Regions from separate parts of the Hordeum vulgare genome. Here regions 1 and 3 are each linked to region 2. A link is a contact called in public Hi-C and HiChIP or PLAC-seq data. All regions are on one chromosome and are shown on one strand. Each heading gives the region's core, a stretch centred on a gene start, on an enhancer-like site or on the middle of the called end of the contact. The rest is flanking DNA. Distances are from core to core; before and after follow the strand shown.

Evidence for each region. A called contact is a pair of places that touch in the nucleus more often than the background predicts. HiChIP or PLAC-seq counts read pairs in DNA pulled down with a chosen protein or histone mark.
Region 1: a contact with region 2 is called in a Hi-C map of seedling, with 5 times the contacts expected there. The contact joins the promoter of LOC123411211 here to the promoter of LOC123407834 in region 2. A contact is called at or near these places in 4 of 6 Hi-C or Micro-C datasets (leaf and seedling) and 1 of 1 datasets of contacts at active chromatin or transcription factors (embryo).
Region 3: a contact with region 2 is called in an H3K4me3 HiChIP or PLAC-seq map of embryo, with 8 times the contacts expected there. The contact joins the promoter of LOC123412052 here to the promoter of LOC123407834 in region 2. A contact is called at or near these places in 1 of 6 Hi-C or Micro-C datasets (seedling) and 1 of 1 datasets of contacts at active chromatin or transcription factors (embryo).

The regions. Positions count from the first base shown.
Region 1 is chr7H:101,431,792-101,435,687 of MorexV3_pseudomolecules_assembly, reverse strand. LOC123411211 (putative DNA glycosylase At3g47830) reads left to right here and starts at 2,053. Exons shown (of 5, transcript XM_045104154.1): 1 at 2,053-2,456; 2 at 2,556-2,756; 3 at 3,504-3,560; 4 at 3,660-3,896. The coding sequence starts at 2,127.
Region 2 is chr7H:100,789,966-100,793,620 of MorexV3_pseudomolecules_assembly, reverse strand. It overlaps LOC123407834 (chaperone protein dnaJ 16-like), which reads left to right and starts at 1,507. Exons shown (of 12, transcript XM_045101062.1): 1 at 1,507-1,966; 2 at 2,440-2,563; 3 at 2,640-2,722; 4 at 2,810-2,921; 5 at 2,999-3,103. The coding sequence starts at 1,806.
Region 3 is chr7H:101,594,724-101,598,612 of MorexV3_pseudomolecules_assembly, reverse strand. LOC123412052 (protein CREG1) reads left to right here and starts at 1,785. Exons shown (of 6, transcript XM_045105006.1): 1 at 1,785-2,140; 2 at 3,012-3,047; 3 at 3,143-3,344. The coding sequence starts at 1,821.

The DNA.
Region 1 (3,896 bases), core at 804-3,303, 640 kb before region 2:
CTGCACCTGAATACTTGTAGCCCTTTGCATCAAGGGCACTCACCGAAATATGATTTCTCTTCATCTTTGAAATATACCGAACATATGTCAAATTTTTTATCATGCCATCAAACATCTTGATCCGAATGGAAGCAATGTCTTCAATCTTGCATGGTGAATTATCAAAACCCAAAACAGAACCAGCGGCAGTAGTAGAATCAAAAGTAGTAAACCAATCTCTATGCGGGCACATATGAAAAATACATGCAGTGTCAAGTACCCACTCATCATTGATCTCAGCACATCCAGCAATAACAACAAGAACATCATCGGAACTGTCATCACGAGCAACATTAGCAGAATTTTCACCTTGTTTGTTACCTTTCAGTTTATACGTACCATTCCTCTTTTCCTTGTTCTGCTAATTGAAACATTCTGAGATGTCATGCCCGTCTCTCTTGCAATATCTGCAAGATTGCTTCTTGTCTCTGGATTGCGACCGACCCTTCTGGCCGTTCTTACTTTTGCCACGGTTTTCATTATGTGAGTTCTTCTCCTCTGTCCTGCCACGAACAGATAATCCCTCGGCTTGGGATGAACTTGAACCATCATGAGGCACCATCAATTTCATCTTCTCCTTAGAGTTCAAAGCTTCATAAACTTCATTAAGCGTGAGAGTATCATGGCTGTATAATATGGTGTCTCAAAAATTGGTATAAGAACTTGGCAGTGAACAAAGTAACATTAAAGAAGTATCTTCCTCGTCATACTTAACCTCCATTGCAGCTAGATCAGATATGATCTCTTTAAATTCTGAAATATGATTCAAAACATTACCTTCCTCGGGTAACCTATGCATGAATAATTTTTGCTTCAGATATGTCTTGCTGGTGAGATCTTTCATCATGCAAATCCCTTCCAGCTTTAACCATAGAGCGACCGCAGTTTTCTTGCTCAAAACTTCTTGCAAAATATTATTATGCAAATGGAGTTGAATTTGTAACAAAGCTTTACAGTCCCTTCTTTTCTCCTCAGCAGTCCAATCCTCAATTATATTCTTCCCAAAACTATCCAGTGCATCATCGCAGTCGGCATGCACCAACAACGCCCGCATCTTGACTTGCCATAGGGTAAACCTTGTGTCACGGTCCAACAGCGAAAGATCGTACCCGATGGATGAATCTGTATACACAAAGTAGTGCAAGCCGGCAGATTTTTTTTTTTAAGAATTAATTTGGGGAACAAAGAACTAGTAGAATAATAGCACCTGGTAGTACTGGGGAGCTGGCGAACAAAAAAGAACTAAACTAGTACTAGCCTCGCGTGGAGTAGTACTAGTAGCAGATTAGATCAAATCAGGTTTACACCCTGAGTCTTGATCCATGTGATCCCACGTGGAGTAGTAGCAGAAACTTTGCTTGATGGATGGTGCTTTGCGGCTGGGAAGTAGCAGCAGCAGCGACGCGTAATCTCTTCGGGAGCACAGCAGACAGCGGCGGCTTCAGCTGTACGCAGCAACAGCGCGCGACCGATGTTTTTTTGGGACTGCAACGCCTCGGTATGGACGGACCCAGCGGAACACAACAGAAATTTGTAGGATGGCGCAGCAGCGGTAATCCTGTTGGTCTCGGATCGCCAGAGACGCGTGCGGCGGCGCACACGTCGGAACCCTAATATCTCTTGATCTAAAATCTCGTATACAAAACCATAGCTATATATACCACTTGTTAAATAAAACGAGATAAACGAGATACGAGAGACACGAATTTTTACGTAAAAACCCTTACGGGGAAAAACAACGAACGCACGAAGGCGCAATCATTATGAGGATGGAGTATTACAAGCACGAGACGACATGCCATCTTTAGGTGCGACTACATGGAGTATATATGTGGTGCATGAGAGTCCTTGAAGGACAAGTAAACGAACCCATACTGTTTACACCACGTCTAGTTCAATATAATAGAATTTGGATAACAATTTAACAGCGGGCCGTACCGGGCCGGCCGGCCAGGACTGCTCCAGGCTTGGCAGTTCTCTCACGTCCACATCAACTCAAGCCCAAAACCGGCCCACGCACGTCCCACTTGCCCTTCCCCACCACCCGCATCGCCGGCGACCGCTGCCTCCAGGACGCAGCCGACAAGATGACCCGGAAGCCCAGGCGGAAGCTGCCGGCCTCGCCGTCGAGGCGCGACTCTCCTCTGGAGCCCTACCATGGCCACGCCCCCCCCTCCGCCGCGCAATGCCTGGCCGTCCGCGACGCCCTCCTCGCCTTCCACGGCTTCCCGGACGAGTTCGCGCCCTTCCGCCTCCTCCGCCTCGGCCTCTCGCCGGAGGACGAGGGCGACCAGCCGGCCCCGCGTCCGACCGTCCTCGACGGGCTCGTCACCACCCTCCTCTCGCAGAACACCACGGACGCCATCTCCCGCCGCGCATTCGCCTCCCTCAAGGCCGCCTTCCCCTCCTGGGACCAGGTAAGGTAGCAGCGAATCCTCGATGGCTGACTACCCCCCTTCCCGAGGCTTCTAGAAGCTCCCGCACCTAACATTATCTTTCATTGTTCCGTTTTGGAGGTGGTGGACGAGGAGGGGATGGGGCTGGAGGACGCCATCCGGTGTGGGGGCCTGGCGGCGACGAAGGCGGCGAGGATCCGGGCGATGCTGAGGGGCGTGAGGGAGAAGAGGGGCGCGATTTGCCTTGAGTACCTGCGGGATCTGTCCGTCGATGAGGTGAAGAGGGAGCTCTCGCAGTTCAAAGGGATTGGGCCCAAGACTGTGAGTTACCACATCTCTTTCTTGTTGTTTCACTGCAGTGAACTTTCTGTTCTGGTTGTTGGGGGTTTGCGAAGTTACAATTTCATGATAAAGTAAGAAGGCAGTGCTTTTGGTTTGTTGTAAAAGATGAAAGCTAGGAACAGGTAGTTTGACTGAGAGTAGTTACCTCATGAGAGTCACGACACGAGATACTGATTAGAAGGCAATGCAGGTTATGGCTGCGGGTTCTTTTTGCATTGGCTGTGATTGACTAATGCTGTGGCTGGCGTTAGCCGTCAACTACAATTTTAGCCTTCCAAGCAGAGATTCTTCAAAGTTCTTATATATGGAGTACAATGGTTGCAAACCTGCTCATCGATTTAAGCCTTTGATAGTTTGGCTGACACAGCAAAAACACAAACAGCCTTGTTCAAAGTAAATGAAGAAGGGTTCGTAATTGTAAATGTTTGTACAACTTTCTGTATGCTGCTTAGTTAGTTGTTTAACCATATATTTTTGGTTGTTTGATTTCTGGATAATGCGAGGCCATTGGAGTAAGCAAGCATCTGACTGATGGCATTTACTCCCTCCGTTCCAAAATATAAGACCTTTTAGGTATTTTACTAGGAGACTACATACGAAGCAAAATGAGTGAATCTATACTCTAAAATATGTCTATGTACATCCGTATGTAGTTTATAGTACAATCTCTAAAAGGTCTTATATTTAGGAACGGAGGGAGTATATAACTATGCATGTTATTGACAGGTGGCATGTGTCCTGATGTTCTATCTTCAGAAGGACGACTTTCCAGTAGATACTCATGTAAGTGAATCTTTATTGGTGAACTTTTCAGCTCTGAGCATTAGTTCAAACGTGCATCACATATGTGTGATAACTGGGTAACACATATATCTGTGATAGGTACTCCGCATTACAAAGGCTCTTGGTTGGGTTCCTCCAACAGCTACTAGAGAGAAGGCATACATTCATATGAATAATAAGATTCCTGATGATTTGAAGTTTGACTTGAATTGTCTATTTGTTACTCATGGGAAGCTTTGTCAATCATGTACGATAAAGTTAGGAGTCCAGAAACCCAAGGATGTCAAGGCTGTTTGTCCCTTAGCAAGCTACTGTTGTATCAAAGAAGAAAATCAG
Region 2 (3,655 bases), core at 258-2,757:
TATGTAGATTCACTCTCCCCTCTCGTAGATGATCATCACCATGGATAGGTACTGCGTGTGCGTAGGAATTTTTTTGTTTCCCATGCAACATTGCCCAACAGGCTCATGGCCCATCATTTGGCGGGCCGGCTCATGAGGGAAGACGTGAAGATTCTCCCTCGCCCAAAGTTAGTAGGAGGTGGAATAAGACACGAGTTGTAATACGACCCGGACTCTGTTGTAATTGTAGGACCTCCACCTAAGGGGAGCCCGTGTGGTAGAAGGACATGTGAGAAATCTTCGAGAGCTGGGTAGCGATTGTGCACTCTTGTAATCGAGATCATCATCAATAAACACCAAAAGTAGTATGTAGGCTTTTACCTCCATCAGAGAGGCCGAACCTGGGCAAACTCGCGTCTCTCGATTCCAATCAACCCCATTCAAGCCGCCACTTAGTTGGAACGGCCTCACACCTAAGCCCTTTCACGAGGACAACTGTCGTGACAAAACCACGACAATAACAGTGTGAGACTCTACCACCGACTCGTGCTGAAAGATCATCGTGTTCCACTGCTGTTGCCGCCACACATCCAATGAGAGCTAACGGCGACCACGTGGCTTTCGCGCATCCCGCTCCCTTCAAAGGTTGATGGTTCAAGGTTCCCCCCGCGAGCCACGACATGGGATGACAGTGGCAGCCATTTGCACAAAGGAGAGAGCATGTTGGAGAAGGGGCGGGGGGGGGGGGGGGGGTGAAAGGGTTTACAATTTTACATTGTTACCATCCAAACATGAGTTGGTATTGGTGGGTTTGGTTGGATTCCAAGTGCCAAATACATCAACATCTAACACGCTAGAATTTGACACCGGAACTTAACAGCAATGTCGCGCGTCAAGGGACACAAAGTATCTGCCCGCGAGCACATACCGACCTCAACGAACGTTAAACCAAGAAATGGTATTCTTTTTTTTCTTAAAAAAAATCTGTTTTCATGGCAAACATTGTCAAATGTTTCAAGCGTTTCCTGGTCCCAAAAGCATTTTGGAGCGCTGCTTTTCTTCTTTGCCACTACTTCCTCAAATGTCATTCCACGTTGAAACTTTGCAAGCACCCGAAACATTCAACATTGTTTGCCACAACTTTTTTTGTTACCATCTTGTCCGAATTTACTGTTCAAGGCAGGTGCATATGTGCTCACGAACAGAAGAGGACTTTTAAAAAGAAAAGGAAAAACTCGAAGCTGGAGATCTTGCCGGCGGGCACCAAAACGTCGGCCGGCCGGCCGGCCGGCGCCCGCCTTAACTAGCCGCTATCCCGGGGTACCCTGGCCCAACTGCCGTTCACGTGCAGGAGCAGCCGACGGCCGCACGAGGCCCAGCACCACCGGTTAACCGCCAGCCAGAGCCAACGCTCGGCTCAGTCAGTCCAGCCTGCGGATGCACCAACCCCACTGAGCGCCGGGCCCCGCAGCGAGGCGCACCAAATAATATGATGACGCCACCTCCCCCACCCACCCACCTCACTCTCTCTCCTCGTTTTGCCGGCCTCCCTCGTCCCTCACCTCGCCACCTCGCCCCGCCTTCCATTTCGAATCCCGCACGGCCGACGTCCCGCCGCAGCGACGGGGACGGGGCTGTGACCCTATCCCGCCGCGCCGCCTCCCCTTCCGTCCGGCCGGCCGCTCGCGGCGCGCGCGTCGGGCGGGGCGTGTAACCGGCACGTTCTGCGGGGGCGAGATCTCACCGCCCGCGCGTGCCGTGGCTGGGATTGCGGGGGGTTTGAAAGCGGTTGGCGGCGGCGGAAGAGGAGGAGGAGGGCCGCGGCCATGGCGGGGTCGAGGTTCGGGTCGTTCAAGTCGGACAAGGGGGACTCGGCCGCGGCGGCGGCGGCGCCGCCGCAGAGGAAGGACCCGTACGAGGTGCTCGGGGTGGCCCGCACCGCCACCGACCAGGAGATCAAGAGCGCCTTCCGCCGCATGGCGCTCAAGTAAGGCCGTCCGCCGGCTCCGTCTCAGATTCGGGCTGTCCTCGTGCTGCTGCTGCTGTTTTTTTTTTCCTTCGCCGGTGTGGCCGTGTCCGTGTTTAGGTGGTAGGTTTCGTTCGTATGTGCGCGGAAAAGTGCGCATTTTGGACATCATTCAGACACCTTTGCCGCTTTGCGTGTGTTTCAGGTACGTATTAGCTAGGGTAGTAGTATTGCCAGGATAAGGATGGGAATGAATAAACGTTAGACAGCCATAGATCTTCTGCCTTTGGGTTTCCTTCTTATCCTGGCTAATACCTGCAGTGTGCTTATTAGTGAAGTTTTTAGCTACGTCTGTCACCAATTGCGTGTCACCTCTGCGGCTGGGGGGCCATTTTTTTTCTTCTTTCTAAACGTTGGTTGGTGCATGTAGTGGTAGCTTGATGTAGAAATGAAGTACTGATTTCAGTGTTGTTGTTACTGGTAAACTTCATCAGGTACCACCCGGATAAGAATGCCGATGACCCTGTCGCATCAGAAATGTTCCAGGAAGTCACGTTTTCTTACAGCATTCTGTCGGATCCCCATAAGAGGCGGCAGTACGACACGTCAGGGTTCGAGGTAATCAGCTGATGAACTGGTGTGTGATAACCATTTTGTCTGAGCATGGTATGGCAACTGTTGCACTATGTTTCAGGCCATCGAAACTGATAGCCAGGAATTAGAGCTGGACCTATCCAGTCTCAATACCGTAAACACCATGTTCGCAGCTATTTTCAGGTAAACTTTCTAAAAGGTACATTTTTCCTCCAGTATTTTGCTAGCCTCTGCCTTGCTGTTGTTTTGATTTTGTGCACATATATGCAGCAAGCTTGGTGTACCAATTAAGACAACTGTTTCAGCAACCGTTTTGGAAGAAGCATTAAATGGGTCTATTGTGGTTTCCCAGCTCCAGCTAGGAAACGCTGTGCGCAAGAAGGTTGGCAACTAGCTGTCCATTATGTGATGTTTCTTTTCCGTGTTAGTAATAAGACTTAAGTTGTTGCATGTGTCCAGGTGGAAAAGCAAACAGCTCATTTTTACTCTGTAGACATCACAGAACAGGAAGCTAAGAAGGGGCTAGTTTGTCGTGTGCATTCAACTGACAAAAGCAAATTTAAGGTTGGTTTTCAGAAGCAAATTACCTTTCCCATTATGTCCTCTGTTTAAGTCACTCAATGGATGTGTATGTTTTTGTTTGCTTTTGAATTATGTTCTCTAGCTGTTTACCTGTCTGTCTTCCTACATCTCCTACATTTCTTATGTGTTTAACAATTACTGTTTCTGTCTTACATAGAGTAATCAGAATTTATGGTAGACTACTGATTTGCATTTTATGTATGCCATCAAATTTTTGGTAGGTTTATTTGACCAGGCTGTAATGATATTTCCATGAAATAATTTCTGATTAGCACTAGCCAAGTACTAGTTTGGTAGTGTTGGTTGGTGGATTGGATGCAAATGCAATATTTATATGTGTAGTAATTACTTTCTTGGATCCAAAATTTAAATCTTTTAGGACATGACACAATTTTCAAGATGGTAGTTAGACCATAAATTTCTGTGCAAATGTGTTGCCAGAAAAGATTATTGTACATTACGAAAATATGTTTTCGTCACTAGTAAAAAAAATCTTCATAGATAATCAAACTTAGAAATGTTCGGCTGATAAGG
Region 3 (3,889 bases), core at 536-3,035, 800 kb before region 2:
CCATTTTCCACGTCAGCGCTAGCTAACGGGCCGTCTGCCACCATCACCCTACCACCGAGGTCTCTGGCGATAGGGTGTGCTAGGCTACAACGATGCCCTCCGACGCTAGGCAAAAGGGTCAGATCCTGAAATTTTTGACAAACGAGGCCAGATCCTGCTAAACTTGTCGAAAAGGGTCAAAACACAAAATTTAGCCTCTCTACCCACCATGTATTAGGCGCAAGAATAGGAGACAAAGGTTGACAGTGAACTGACATAAAGGAATCCCAAAACGCAGTTGGACGGCAAGGATACCGTCCTACCACACGCTTGTCCTCCCAAACTTTGCAATTACGGGGCGTTTCTAGTTGAAGCATGACTACTACATCCAGCCCGATTAGAAACCTTCAAGCCCGTATGGCCGTCTCTCAATCCAAAATCATATTTTAGCCCAGGTAGGAACTCATGACGTTGTTCATCATTATTTTTCATGAATTTAACTCCACATAGAAAAGATGCTACAATGCTTATACATGTTTGATGTATATATGGCCATACATGATGATTTTTTTTTTGGAAAAGGTATTTGTCGAGTGTTGCATGTCGTTCAATCATCCCCTAGCTACACCCTTGGTTGTATTCCATACTTTCAAGTGATATTGAATGCATGGAGACGACCTTTTCTGAACAAAATATGATCCCATGAACCACTATCTTGTGAATATTTTTGTGGAGGGGGGTGTATCTTGTGAATACTAAATGTAATTTTAAACTAGCCAAAGGAGTCTTGACATATTTTGGAAATTTAATGAAAATCAAATTTTATCACAAACATTGTAACTCGACATGAGATTACAAACCTAAAACAATACTTGTAAGAACTGCTCAATTTTTCACAAAAAAGAAGAAGTGTTCAGTTTGTATTCAATGTATATTCAAAATTATCTTGTTCATATGAACTTGCCATTAAATGCCTTTGACTAGTATACAATTGGAAGAGAAATGAGGGAGGCCCCCAAAGATGCCCTTGGAAAAATCTATATGTTAATCATTGTGTCAACTTATCGATGATTTATCCATCGCGTGTATAGTGGGCCAGGGCCCACTAACAAAGCGAGGCAAGACAATATTTTTTTCGTTTGTTGGCTACCATTGTTTTGGAACGCTTTTTCAGGGGGTCTTTAAGTCTTCTTCGGGGTTTGTTTATTTTCCTTTCTCCATCAGTTTTTCTTTATATATTTTTCTCCTTTTTTATCAATTCCCTTTTCATTTTATTTACGAAATTTATATAATTTACACCAAATTTAGAAAATGTTCATTATTTTTAAAAATCATCCAACACAACATATTTGTGTATTTTTTAAAACAAACTTGAAAACACGCAAAAAAAATAAAGAATATGAAATACAAATAGGAAACACTTCAGCTAGCAAATCTGGGCTCAGCTCCCACTGTTCTAAAACCCATGTAATTTAACACACCCAAAACAAGCCGACGGTACATACCTTCACCGATCTCTTCTTTGGCCCATCCCTTCAAAAGACAAATTTAGGCTCTGTACAAAAATTTACTGTTCATGTATTGTTTGGATCTAATTTATCTTTTTTCTGAGAGCTACTTGTATGTCCAAATAATCTAAAATTTAGAGCGCACCTTACGCATTAAATTATCTACCATGCATTTTTTAAAAGTTCTTTGATTTTCTGGTTTTTTTGTAAAAATATATTTTAACTGAGTGCAGGCTCAGAAATGAATATTCCCCATCTCGATCCCTTTTCCAGGCCCCCATGCTGCATAAAAAACAGACAGACCAAAAGTTCCACACTCATACGCATGAGTAAATGCAGCCCATCCATCCTGATCGTGTATTCTGTTCGTCCTCCTTATCTTCTGCAACGGGAAACGGCCTACAAAACGTCGCCGTCGAGCAGGGCAGCGAGTCCCACTCCCGCACGACAGGACAACCGAGCCACACGGAGAGAATCATGCGTTCCCCTGCCGGCCTCGCCGCCGCCCTCCCCCTCCTCCTGCTCGCGCTCCTGCTGCCGGCCCCCGCCGTCGCCGGCCGCCCCCTCGTCGCCGGCAACCGCAAGCCCGCCCCGTCCGAGGCCGCGGCCACCGCCAGGTGGCTCGCCGCGCAGAACACCTGGGGCGTCCTCAGGTTCCCCCCACCTACCAAATACCACCCACCTTCTCTCTCTGATCCCCTGTATGGTAACCGAGTTCTTTGGCAACACGCGGTTTTGATCGAATTGGCTCTTGCCAGTTCAGAATTGCAGTTGGGCAGGGTGTCCACTGAACCGCAGTTGAAGTACGAGTTAGTAATTGCTCGAGGCCTAGTTTGGAAAATTGCTGCGCTACTTTGGAGAATCGGAGTCCTTTGTAGAGCGTCTGAGACGCTGAATTGGCGCTCAGGCGTCAGACACCCAAGTACCCAATTAACTCGGGTATTCCAGAATTTGAGGGGTAGAATCTGGCACGAACCAAGCGATGCTAGGCTGAAAGAATACCAGACAGGTTTCGGTGTTTGTTACGCTGAGTTCAGTATGTGTAACGTACTGCCCACCTTCTAGTTTTTAGGTTTTACAAACAACTAGCTTGAACCACATGCTCTGCTGGGAAGTAATCAAAATAACTCCAATCATGTGACAACTCAATCCCCATAGTCCATACAATAAATTGATGGTCACAACTCACAGTGAATCGACTCCGAAATAATAATAAAAACCAGAAAACTAAGCAACTAAGAAACAGCGCTACTGTAAGTATAGAATCATATTACATGTTTAGAACCACCAAAAGCTGGAGATCATAGCAAGATAGTTCCACTTGCCCATAGATAGGTTATTTTAGGTGGCTTGCAACCGGAACATCACCGCCATCTCCAGTATGTGTATAAGGAAAGATATCTTAGAACTGGGATTTAACAGACTTTTAGGTTGGTTCTTGCTATGATTGTGATACTTCAGTATCGCATTATTAGTGTGTATTTGACTGCGGCACTCACTAATGCTTTGCCATTTTCTTTGCAGCACAATATCAAGTGATCTAAGTGGCGCTCCGTTTGGGTAATTCCTAATTCACGCACTTTGGCTAATCGTGAATGCTTTGTCTTGAGTATTGACTGATTGTTGAACTAGTTCCATGCTTATTCTGCACACAGCAATGTAGTTTCATATAGTGACGGGGTACCAGGTGAGAGCCATGGTATTCCGTACTTTTATCTGACTACTCTGGATCCCACTGCAAGAGATGCATTGGAGGATGAAAGGACGTCCTTTACCCTTAGTGAGTTCCCTCTTGGCACCTGTGGGAAGGTTGATCCTGAAAACCCAACATGTGCAAAACTTACTCTTACCGGAAAGGTAATAACAACATACATACATCATAAGATGATTGCTCACTTTCTGTTTATGTCCCTGTTACATATTTGCTTAACTTTGGCAGAATTTCAATGCTCTATTTCTGGTTTCTATCTTCACACTTAATACTAGGCTTGTTGTAGTCATGGAATCATATTATCCTTGTGCTTTCTCACATTTATAGTCTCGGATCCTAAGTTGTACTTCTCATAAGTATATCCATAGAAGCTTTTTATTTTTCTCATAATTTGGTAGAAAGAAGGGGTATAGTGGGGAACTTGACCATATTATGGAAGTAGCAACCTTCGAAGCATCGTAGTGACAACTTGGTGCTGTTAGCCTCCATAGCTGTAACCAACAAAAAATTCTACTGGGTCTATCTGTTCTAATGCCCAAACATTTTTGCTTGAGCCTGGCAAGCTATCGCTCTTAAAGTATCTGTCATGATGATAAAAAAAAGACAAGTTCATCATGATGTAATATCAAGCACTGAAGCAGAAGAGGAGATGAACACCTTTATATAATCCCTCCTAAAATGCACATGTATA